Linked DNA regions of Mus musculus: region 1 is linked to region 2. Evidence: chromatin contacts called from public Hi-C data. All regions are on one chromosome and are shown on one strand. The core of a region is the stretch at or near the end of the contact, and the rest is flanking DNA. Distances in the headings are between cores, read along the strand shown.

The links. Hi-C and Micro-C count contacts between places; a contact is called where the count stands out from the background.
Region 1: a contact with region 2 is called in a Hi-C map of CD8 T cells, with 3 times the contacts expected there. The contact joins two enhancer-like sites. A contact is called at or near these places in 2 of 39 promoter capture datasets (liver and neural stem cells), 22 of 484 Hi-C or Micro-C datasets (8-cell embryo, B cells, CD8 T cells and 13 more) and 6 of 115 datasets of contacts at active chromatin or transcription factors (the HPC-7 cell line, bone marrow-derived macrophages, embryonic stem cells and 2 more).

The regions. Positions count from the first base shown.
Region 1 is chr1:39,417,287-39,422,176 of GRCm38.p6, forward strand. All of the region lies in intron 2 of Tbc1d8 (TBC1 domain family, member 8), which reads right to left. Among named protein-coding and RNA genes, the nearest start is that of Rpl31, 52 kb to the left of the region's middle. Within about 2 kb of position 1,630, at least 82 of the 459 cell types and tissues checked have an H3K27ac peak or open chromatin away from gene starts, as enhancers often do. A contact at or near this core is called in CD8 T cells and microglia, where this site is marked.
Region 2 is chr1:39,501,037-39,506,576 of GRCm38.p6, forward strand. No RefSeq gene overlaps it. Among named protein-coding and RNA genes, the nearest start is that of Gm24826, 16 kb to the right of the region's middle. Within about 2 kb of position 2,380, at least 74 of the 459 cell types and tissues checked have an H3K27ac peak or open chromatin away from gene starts, as enhancers often do. A contact at or near this core is called in CD8 T cells and microglia, where this site is marked.

The DNA of each region.
Region 1 (4,890 bases), core at 380-2,879, 84 kb before region 2:
AGTCAGGCAACCTTTGATTTTAAGATTCAAATTTTAATTTGCTTCAGTTTGCTTCCTTATATAGTCCAGGCTGGTCTCAAATTTATGTGATTAAGTGATCTTCCTGCCTCAGTATCTTGAGTAGCTAGGACTACAGGCATGTACCAACTCACTCAGCTCTAAGAGATTTTTAATCTTAACCCCTATCAGCAATGTATACATCACAGAAGGAAGAAGATGTTCTTCGATGAAAGTTATTTATTCATAGGCAAAATTACTTAAAAAAAAAAACACATTAATAGCTCAATTGCGAGTACCTCCGGGACAAGGAAGAAACATTAATTGACCACCCTCTCCCCACTTCTAAAGGTGAAGCCCACATGGAAAATTCCAGCTAGTGTTGTTCCAAGGAAATGCCGAAGCTACCGAAAACAAGTGTAACAATCCTGACCCAGAAAGCTCACACTTTCCCCGCTGCTGGGCCACCTCCCAGATGTTCCTTGAAGCACCCTGCAAGTCCTCTGCTCAGAGAAAACAAGCTGGCATGTCTTCTGCCACCTTGGTACGAAGTTCAGGAAGACACTAATCTGGTCCACCCGGGAACATTTCCTCCCTTAATAAAATCCACTCCACAAAGACAAAGCAAACAGTGAGGCAGAATACAAGGGAGCAAAACACCAACCGCAGTCAAGGGCACGGATAAGAAACCGTACATGCGTCAGAAGGAACACTCTGAGAGTACACTCTGTCAGAGCCTGCAGCTAAGCTGCCCTCGAGCACCCCAGCGCCTGGTGTGACCCTGGCAAGCGGCCAGCTTCCGGTGCTCTGCATCTTCCCCCCTCCAGGGTAGGGTGTGCTGCCCCTATGTGCTGCTGAGAGATTCGCAAGGGGGGCAGTAGAGGGGCTCAGTGGAGAGAATTAGCTCCTGGGGGCCCGAGCTTTTAAAAACAGGCAACCTGTTTTGATTAGCAAATGGTTCCCCTTTCCTGTCATGAAAACATGTCTGTTTTCATTTTCTAAATCTAAACCTTTAATTAAGAGTTCTTCAAACTACAATAGTCCCTCTACATGCACCAGAGGGCTGGGCCTGTATATGTGCTTGATCCAGGACCTCCCAAAGACAAGAGCGTCTGAGACGGCTCAGGTTCTTCTTTAAGGTGGCACGGCCTTTGCAGGTAACTTACACACTCCTCCTGAATTCCTGAAGTTATCTCCAGATTCCTTACAGTGTCCGGAACAAAGTTAATGATACAGAATTCCCATAGCATATTCTTCATGGAATACCAAGAAGTCTTACATGGCCAGTACAGATGCAAGGGAGATATGCATAATATAACATGTTACATTTATACATATTATCCATTTTGGTTGAATCTGCAAGCATCAGGCTCAGTCCACACACCCTCTCCCACCAGGTCCATGGAAAGCTTGCTCCTGGCTCTCACTGCTCTGTCTTCATTTAATTCAACCCCATGGGGACAGACCTCGAAAGCAAGGAGGGAGACTCTGAACTTAAGCAGCTATGAACTCCTCAGGCCAGTGCAAGTGCAAACGCATGCCTGGGAAGACATGAGCATTGTTGAGCGTTCTTCTGTGCAAGGCTCCGATGCCTGAGAGGGGTGCTCTGCCACCTTTCACTACGACCCGAGGATGTCTTCTTCCAGGAACTGGGTAAGACACCCCCAAGGCCTCAGCTGACAATAATGGAAGGCGTCAACTTATTGCATAAGCCATCTGATTCTTGGAATGATTCTAAGCAGATAACTCAGAGCCAGGCAGCTCTTTCCTATTCTCTTTTGTGCTTCCTGAGATCAAATGTGGACAACAAACAATCCGGCCAGTGTTCCAGGCCATGCTGGGGACTAAGAAGGGCACGGCAGCAATTCTGAGATAGCACTGAGGACCACTGACGATGACCAGGACATGTCATGAGGGAACAGCAACAGGAGGCACAGAGGGCAGCATGGGCCTGCACGTCTCGGGTGCAGGGCAAGACTGAGAGCACCAGACATGGCAATGACAAGGAAGCCTCGTCCTTATAGGGCCCAATAACTCACCACAGCATAGGAATCCATTCAGCAGGATCCAGACAGCCTAACCCAGAGGTTCTCAACCTGTGGGTGGTGACCCCTTTGGAAGTCACATATCAGATACTCTGCATATCAGATACCTACACATGATTCATAATGGTAGCAGAATTAGTTATGAAGTATCAAGGAAATTTTATGGCTAGAAGTCTCAACACGAGGAGCTGTATTCAAGGGTCTACAGCATTAGGAAGGTTGAGAACCACTGGTCTAACCTGTTCTCCACCTGACTAGGGATTAGCTCCTGGGATTCTACCTTCCTCAAAATTGTCCTCATCTATGCAGTGCCAATGGTTAGATGTCTAACTCCAAAAAGAAAGCCACCAGAAACTGTATTACCACGCAGCCCGAAAAAGGAAATTCTGACACATGCCCAGGCGGGAATGCCGCGGAAGCTCACCTGTATAGGCAGAGCCCAGGTGGGAATGCAGTTCAGTGGTGCGATGCTGTCTTCACACCAAAAGAAAAGCTTATGGTAACAGACTGTTACCAGTTATTTTCCAGCCATTGTTTTCTATCTTAGTGCACCTACAGCTTCATGCGCGCTAGGCAAGTATGAAGTTACATACCAAGTTATGTGCCCAGCCCTTTTTTAGTTTGGGTTTTTTCCCTTACATCCTCATAGATGTGCATAACATACTTTAAAAATACCCACCACCACCCCCTTAACCCTTTCCCCACAATTACTGTTTCTCCCTTCCTGTTTCCAACTAGCCCTGTCTCTACTCCTCTATCTCTTTGAAGGTATATATAGCCAAGCGAGAGAGCTTGACTTTGTATTTTGAGGTAGGGTCTACCTACTTGCCCAGGCAGGTCTTGAACTTGTAATCCTTCTGCTAACTCCTGAACAGCTGAGATTACAAACCTGTGTCTCCAAGCCCAGTAAAACATTCTCTTAAGAATCATAATGCCTGCCCTCTGAGCTCTACCTGTTTAATGAGGGGACCCATAGCCTGCCTCAGATGACCTGGGTCCTAGCGTCTTAGTTAAGAGTTCCTATCACTGTGGTAAACGCCATGACCAAAACCAAGTAGGAGAAGAAAGCAATTATTTGGCTTATCAGGTTCATCGCTGAGGGAAGACAGGATGGGACCTCAAACAGGGCAGGAACCTGGAGGCAGAAGCTGATGCAGAGGCCATAGAGGGTGCTGCTTACTGGCTTGCTTCCCACGGCCTGCTCAGCCTGCTTTCTTATAGAACCAGGACCCCCAGCCCAGGGATGGCACCACACACAGTGGGCAGGACCCCCCCCAATCAATCCCTAATTAAGAATATGCCTTACATGCTTGCCAATAGCTCATTCTTAGGGGGGCTTTTTCTCAAATTGAGCCTGCCTCCTCTCTGATAACTCTTGCTGTATCAAGTTGACACAGAACTAGGCAGCACACCTGGCTTATCAGAAAGGGACCAAGAAGACTTTGTAGGGGTGGTTCTGATGCTGAGGTTCTGCTCCCAGTTGGTTCTTGATCTGTCAGTAAAGAAGCCATGGGCCAATTGCTGGGCAGAACGAATAGGCGAGACTTCCTGGTCCCTGGAGGCAAGAAGACAGATGGAAGGAGAGGAGACACAGAGTTTGTAATGCTTCTGATGGATAAAAGGTGACCAGCTGTGTGAGATCTCGAATAAAGTGGCCACACAGGGCACTCCTACAAGCAGGTGGTCAAGGGCGCTTTCCCAGGAGCTTAGGTGGGGTAGCAAAGCTACTCGCAACAAGACTTACTTGAAATAGCCTGAACTTACAGTAGAGCTGCAGCCCGATCAACTCCTAAGTTGAAACCTTTGTGAGTCAGAAATGCACTCAACCCACTGACCCACTGCCGCTGGCCTGCTTCAGGGTGCTTGGCACACTTCTGCCAGCCTGTGAGCACTGGGCAAATTCACAAAGTTCTGTAAACAGCGGTGCTGTGCTTCCTCACCACTGTAAAGATGAAAAACCCTTGGCCTAGGCTCTAATGCCCAGGGCCAAGTGAACCCACACAGCCTTACAGGGCAGACTGTGTCTCCTTCCCATACTCCGTGTTGTCATGAGCATTGGAAGGTCAGCATCCAGACAGACTCTGTGGATGAGTTGTTTCTGTGAGGGAGGCAGACAAAACCTGAGAAAACGCCTGTGTTGAGAGAGCACCAGAGGGAGGAAGCAGGTGCCGACAGCTAGGGAATGGTGTGTCTGGGTTCTGACCTGGAGGACTGGGTCTTTTCTCTGTCCACAGCTTCTTAAAACAATTCAGCACCCCCCTAGCAATATCTGATTCGATCTCAGCCACAGAAGCTGGCCATCTTTATAAAACCTTATGGCTGCTTGGTTCACACATTGTTGAAATGGTACCCATATCCCGTCTCTGTCTAGAACCATTGCTATCTTCAGGTCTTTTGCCAAGTAAAGTAACCGACCCATGAGACAATCCTCACGCCTCTTTCACTCCTGCCTAAAAAGAGAAAATGGACTCTTGGAGGCTTTGCTCAGCCTCCCCAGCCTGCCAAGCAGCAGCCTCCAAACTCAAGTGCAGAGCTGGATCCTTTCTGCAGGTTGTGCTCCCTTCCTGCAGGTTGTGCTCCCTTCCTGCAGGTTGTGCTCCCTTCCTGCAGGTTGTGCTCCCTTCCTGCAGGTTGTGCTCCCTTCCTGCAGGTTGTGCTCCCTTCCTGCACGTTGTGCTCCCTTCCTGCAGGCTGTGCTCCCTTCCTGCAGGTTGTGCTCCCTTCCTGCAGCTCTCTTCTTTACTGGAGGCCCCAAACCATGGGCAGGGACCTTCCTCAGCACTCAGGTCACAATGCAATATTAACGGTGATGGATCACAGAGTGTAAGATACCCAAATGACTGCCAAC
Region 2 (5,540 bases), core at 1,130-3,629:
ATGGCACATCTTCATGTCTATCTCTTGCAGACATCTCTCCTCAGGCATTTACAGCCCTTTAGTGAAAGAGCTTGCTGTCTAAGATCCCCAAGGTCTGGAAAGGGAAGTTGAATACCTCATTTTGCTTGAGGTATTAGTGTTATATAGTAGTTATCTTTGGGTGGGTTAGAAAACCTTAGAATCTTTTCAGCCTGGACTATCTGTCTCTCTGGTCTGATTTGTATATTGTTAGCTCCCAGAGGAAAAGATCAAGAGTATCTGATGAGATAGAGATGGGATACAGGGGACCAGATACGGCACACATGACACCTGCTCTGATGATAACCCGAAGGTCAGAGCAACTCCCAGGCAGAAGAGCATGCAAAAGCCTTATCCCAGGTCATCCCCATTCTTACATTTTGTTGCCAGTGAGTACTTGTATCCAGAACTGACTTTCTCCAATCTTGCTTGTCCTGGCCCCTGTGTATGTTAAGAACAAAGAAATAACAAAGTGGCCTAACAAAGAGGAAGAAGAAAAGCAGTTACCCCACAAACCCACTGGATACATGAAGGCTGACTATATGAAGAGTTTTGTTTTATGTTGTGGCACTGGGACCACGCTCAGACTTGCTCCATAGCTATGGCCGACCTTGAACTCCTTCCTGGTTGCCTGCATCTGCCTTGTAAGTGCTGGGATTACAGGAGTGAGCCACCACACCTGACAAGCTTAAACCACTGCTTAATCATGTTAGACCAAACTGTCAGGCTTCACCCACCCTCTGGATAATGTGTAATTAGCAACAACATCTAGATGTATCCCATGGTTGTCACTAAATGTCTTTTTTTTTTTTTTTTTTTTTTTGTCATCCAAATAGATCCCCAAACCCTAACATTAGGATAGGCCAAAATGTAAGGGAAAAACAAAAACTTCCCCCACCTCACAAAATACTCTAGGTTCAACTTTCCCTAGCATGTTGCTGGCGAGCCAGACACAGGCTAGATTGAGAGCCAAGGACATTTCCGATTCTCCTGGGACAGGTGTTCTGAATTCTGTCTGGAATCAGTGAGTAGCACGTGGGAGCCTTTTCGTCCTGACCATCTCATAAATGACATTCTGGCAGGGCTGTTGGCAGTGTTGCTCCTGGACCCCAAGATCCTCACAGAAGCAGCACCTCACTCTACACCTCAGCGTTTCATGCTCCATCACGTCACTGACACCCAGTTAACCTCTGACTTGTTTACCCCGACTTTTGGAAAGATTTATCTTATTTTTAATTATGTGCATATGTGTCTAGGGCTGGGTATGCGTAAGTTGAGGAGCCTCAGAATTCCAGAGGAAGGTATGGGATGCCCTGGAGTTGCAGGCAGTTGTGTGGGTGCTGGGAACTGAACTCAGGTCCTCTGCATGGCTAGTACATGACTTAAGGCACTGTGCCATCTTTCCAGTCCTTTTCTCCTACTCAATATCTCAACCTTCTCCTCTCTCAACCATCATTTACAGTGTGGCTCTCATCATGGCTTACTTGAGCCTCCGACCTAGATGGCAGAGCTTGGACCTCTCACCCTAAATAGCAATGAGGCTACACCTTGCTCGGCTCTGTCCATGCCCACAACTTTCTGGGATCCATGTTCTGTGCTCAGATCACACTGGGAGGCAGAGTCTTGCGCACACCTTCCCAGGCCCTTGCTTTATCACCTTCGTATATCTGTTCCTCAGAGCTATGTTCGCTTGTGCCACCCTCAGCCCTTTATGCTCCCTATACCTGCCAGAATCCTACTTGTCCCCGGATTTATGGGACAGGAAAATTGCTTTCCTCGATGTCCTATAACTGTGCCATCTGACTGCACACCCATGCAGGTGCTGGGGACAGGCCTGTGTTCTGGTTACCCTTCCTGGCTGCCATTCCGGGGGTTTCATCAAGAATCATGGACATAGCAACCATGTCCCACGCATCCTGAGCCTCTTGCTTTTCCCATCTGATGCCATCTGAAAACCTTGAAAGTTCTGGCTCTGGCCCAGCTCTGTGTTTCCTTCAGTGCTGACGGCTCTTCTCTCAGCAAGTGCACAATCAAGGGACAAAGGACCTACAAAGGAGGAGTATTCTGTGTGGTAACTAAGGAGCCCTGGGCCCCAGTTCCTGTGTGGGGCGACTTTACTTCCGCACTCGGGCCTCAGTTCCCTCAGCTCCTTGTATACTCTGAGAAGTAGGAGAGAGAAAGAGCACTCAGATCTCACGGAAGGTTGGAAACATGGGGTGTTTTCCAGATGGGGGCTTTCCTGGCAAGAAGTTACCGCCCACTCAAGGGAGCATCCGCCGTCCCATCAAGCCTGCCCTCACACTGCATGTCTGGCACGGAACACACTGGACATGTCAGAAGAGATTTTCTTCCCACATCCGCAGAGTAGCTACTGGCTCGCCAAAGTCACTCAGCAGGTCTGTGGTGACAGAGGGGAACTGAGACCTGTTGCCTAAGGGGTCCTGCATAAAAAGGAAGATGTTGTAAGCTACACTGCTTGGGACTTGCTCTGGATGCTCCTGGTTTACCTTAGCAAAGGCTCGCCGACCAGGACTGGAGAAAAATGGAGCAAAAAGCCTTTTTCAAGGCTGTTCCCCCGCATTGCTGCAAGAGTCCTTTCTGGAGAGGTGCACACACACACACACACACACACACACACACACACACACACACACAGGCACACACACACATGCACGCGCGCACTTCTTCTGTTTAATAATAGCAAGAATCTTTAGTGATGTGAAACTGCCCATAGCCCACCCCCCTCCCAAACCTGGTGGTTCGACTGTGAATCCGACAAATAAACACCCAGAAGAAGAGCAGCTCAATTTTCCAGCCTGAGCTCCACCACTGTGGAGGGAAAAACGCACATTTCAAACGCACGTTACCAGCGTTAGCGCATCCTTTAGAAAGGATACCCAGGCCAGGTGTGGTGGCAAACACATGTCCAGCGCTCAGGAGACCAAGGCAGGCAGATCTCTGTGTCTCTTGGGTCAGCCTGCTCTACATATCCAGTTACCGGACAGCCAACAATGACAAAATACAAATGTTACTTTGAATGTCAAGCTACGAAGAATTTAGAGACTCCTAATACACGGAACTGCTGAATGCTTCTTTGGGACACAGAAATTATTTGATCATTAAATTGTGCGTGTGTGTGTGTGTGCGTGTGTGTGTGTGTGTGTGTGTGTGTGTGTGAACTTACCCAAAGAACCACGAAAGTAGTACAATTTTCTTTTCACTATTTTGTGGTACTTTGTGCATATTAGGGAAGCCCTCTGTGCTGAATTATCTCCTCAGCCCAGATATGTACAATGATCCTACACCAATTGAAAAATAAATTCAAAGGGCCCAAGAGGTAGGCCAGTGGTTAAGAGCACTTTCTGTTCTTCCAGAGGACTCACATTAAGAGGATATCTGACGCCCTCTTCTGGCCTACAGCAGGCACCAGGCACATGGCACACAGACATCCATCCATGAAGGTAAAACATCCACACACAAGAAATTAATTTTAATTTAATTAAATAAACTACATTTATATTTATATATAATTAGATAAAGTAAATGTATAAATAAAATACATTTTAAAATTAAAAATAAGTTATATAATTAAAATAAATAAGTTGACATTAATATGAAAATATTGTAAAGTAAACGTTATTTTGAATTTTAAAATGCTGTTTGTCTTTCCAGATGGATCAGTTTACATCTGTGTAGTTGGTGGTCAGGGAACGCTGAAGGTAACTGCAGCTGTCCCAGATGGGGGCTCTCTTTCAGCCCCTCAATCAGGCTTCAAAATGCTCTCAGTCTTCCATCTGGTTCTTTCACTGTGTGCCTAGACCCCTTTGCCATTCCCCACGGCAGCTGGGGCCTCCTTACAGGAGATGTTCAAACCTAGCCCACTTGGGGCTAGACATAGGAAGATGCCTAGACACACAGTGCTGCCTAGTGTGTTAAAATTCTCAAACTCAAGTGCTGGAGAGGCGGCTTATGGTAAAGTCTTGTTCCAGCATGAGGGGCTGAGTTCAGATCAGGAGCACCCTAGCCGGACTGGGCATCCGGCAACTGTAATCTCAGCACTGGGGAAGCTGAGATAGGAGACCCCTGAAGTTCCCTGGAGAGACAATCTAGCCAAACTGATGAGCCTTGGGGGTAGTCAGAGATGCTGTCTCCAAAAAACAAAACAATGTGGGAAAAGCTAAGGAGATGGCTCAGCAGTTAAGATCACTGGGTGCTCTTCCAGAAGACATGGGTTCAGTTCCCAGCACCCACATGACAGCTCACAACTGATTCTAACTCCAGTTCAAAGGGCTTTGGTACCTCCTTCTGACTTCTTCCAGTCCCAAGCACATACATGGTACACAGACATATGTGCAGGCAAGATACCCATACATATAAAATAGTAAAAGTTTCAAAACAATAAGGCCAAGAGTGAGGAGGATGCTTGCCCTGGACTACTGACCTACACACACACACACACACACACACACACATACCTATCTACATACAAATGAACAAGTATACAGGTACATGCACACAGAGATGTATGTACACACGAACAAATACACACAAACACACAGAGGGACAGAGACAGACAGACTTATCAAACCCACATCAGGGGATTGGTTAAATCTTCTGGGGAGAATGTAACACTCAGCCCCAGGCCCCTGCACTCTGATTTACCCCTAAGAAGCCCTGAACGCCTATCCCACTTGGCAACCTTGAGACAGCTGCCGTCACTCAGACGCTCCTTCCTTCCTGTCTCTTGAAAGTCTTAGATGGTATGTTTCATGGCCAGTTCAAGGTTAAGCGTGGGGTTGTCTTACCGTCCCACGCCTACTGCTCCGTTCTGTTTTAGAGGAAAACTATACGTGCCTGCTTCCCCCAGCAACCCAGCACAGCAGACCAGAGACGAGTGCAGAATCAGCATCTTTTAATGATTTTTTTTGCTGAAGTTGGCCTCCTCCAGGGCCTCTAATGGAGAATGTGTGTCTGCTTAGAGATTCGTAGGCTGTCCCCAAGGCGGCTCGGGTTCCTACCTGACCCTTTATCAGAGCTGCTCATCAGATACCATCCCTGGATTGATTTCAACTGGGGCTCTTTGGCGGAGGAAATGATCACAATGGAGCAGCCGAGGTTTCAGGAGCCCTGGGCTCCAGGAAAGACGCAGACTCAGAACTGAGAGCAATCCTGGATCTTACAGAGATTCTCAAACGTATTTGCAGGGCTGAGAAGTTTTTATTGGCTTCAAAGTATGAAGGGGGAGCCTAGGAAGTGGGATCAGTGGGTAAGGATGCCACCAAGACTGATGACAGCTTTGATCCCCGTGACCCACATAGTAGAAGAAACCTTCTTGAAAGCTGCCCTCTGACCCCCACATGTGTGCCGTTCATTACCCACACAGGATAAGTGTTTTTAAATTAAAAATATATATAAATAGAAAAGTGGCAACAAAGTAAAATCTTATTAATTTAATTTCTGTCGACAGAGGATGGAACCCAGGGGACCTCATTCCTTCTCGGCAAGCGTCCTACCACTGAGCT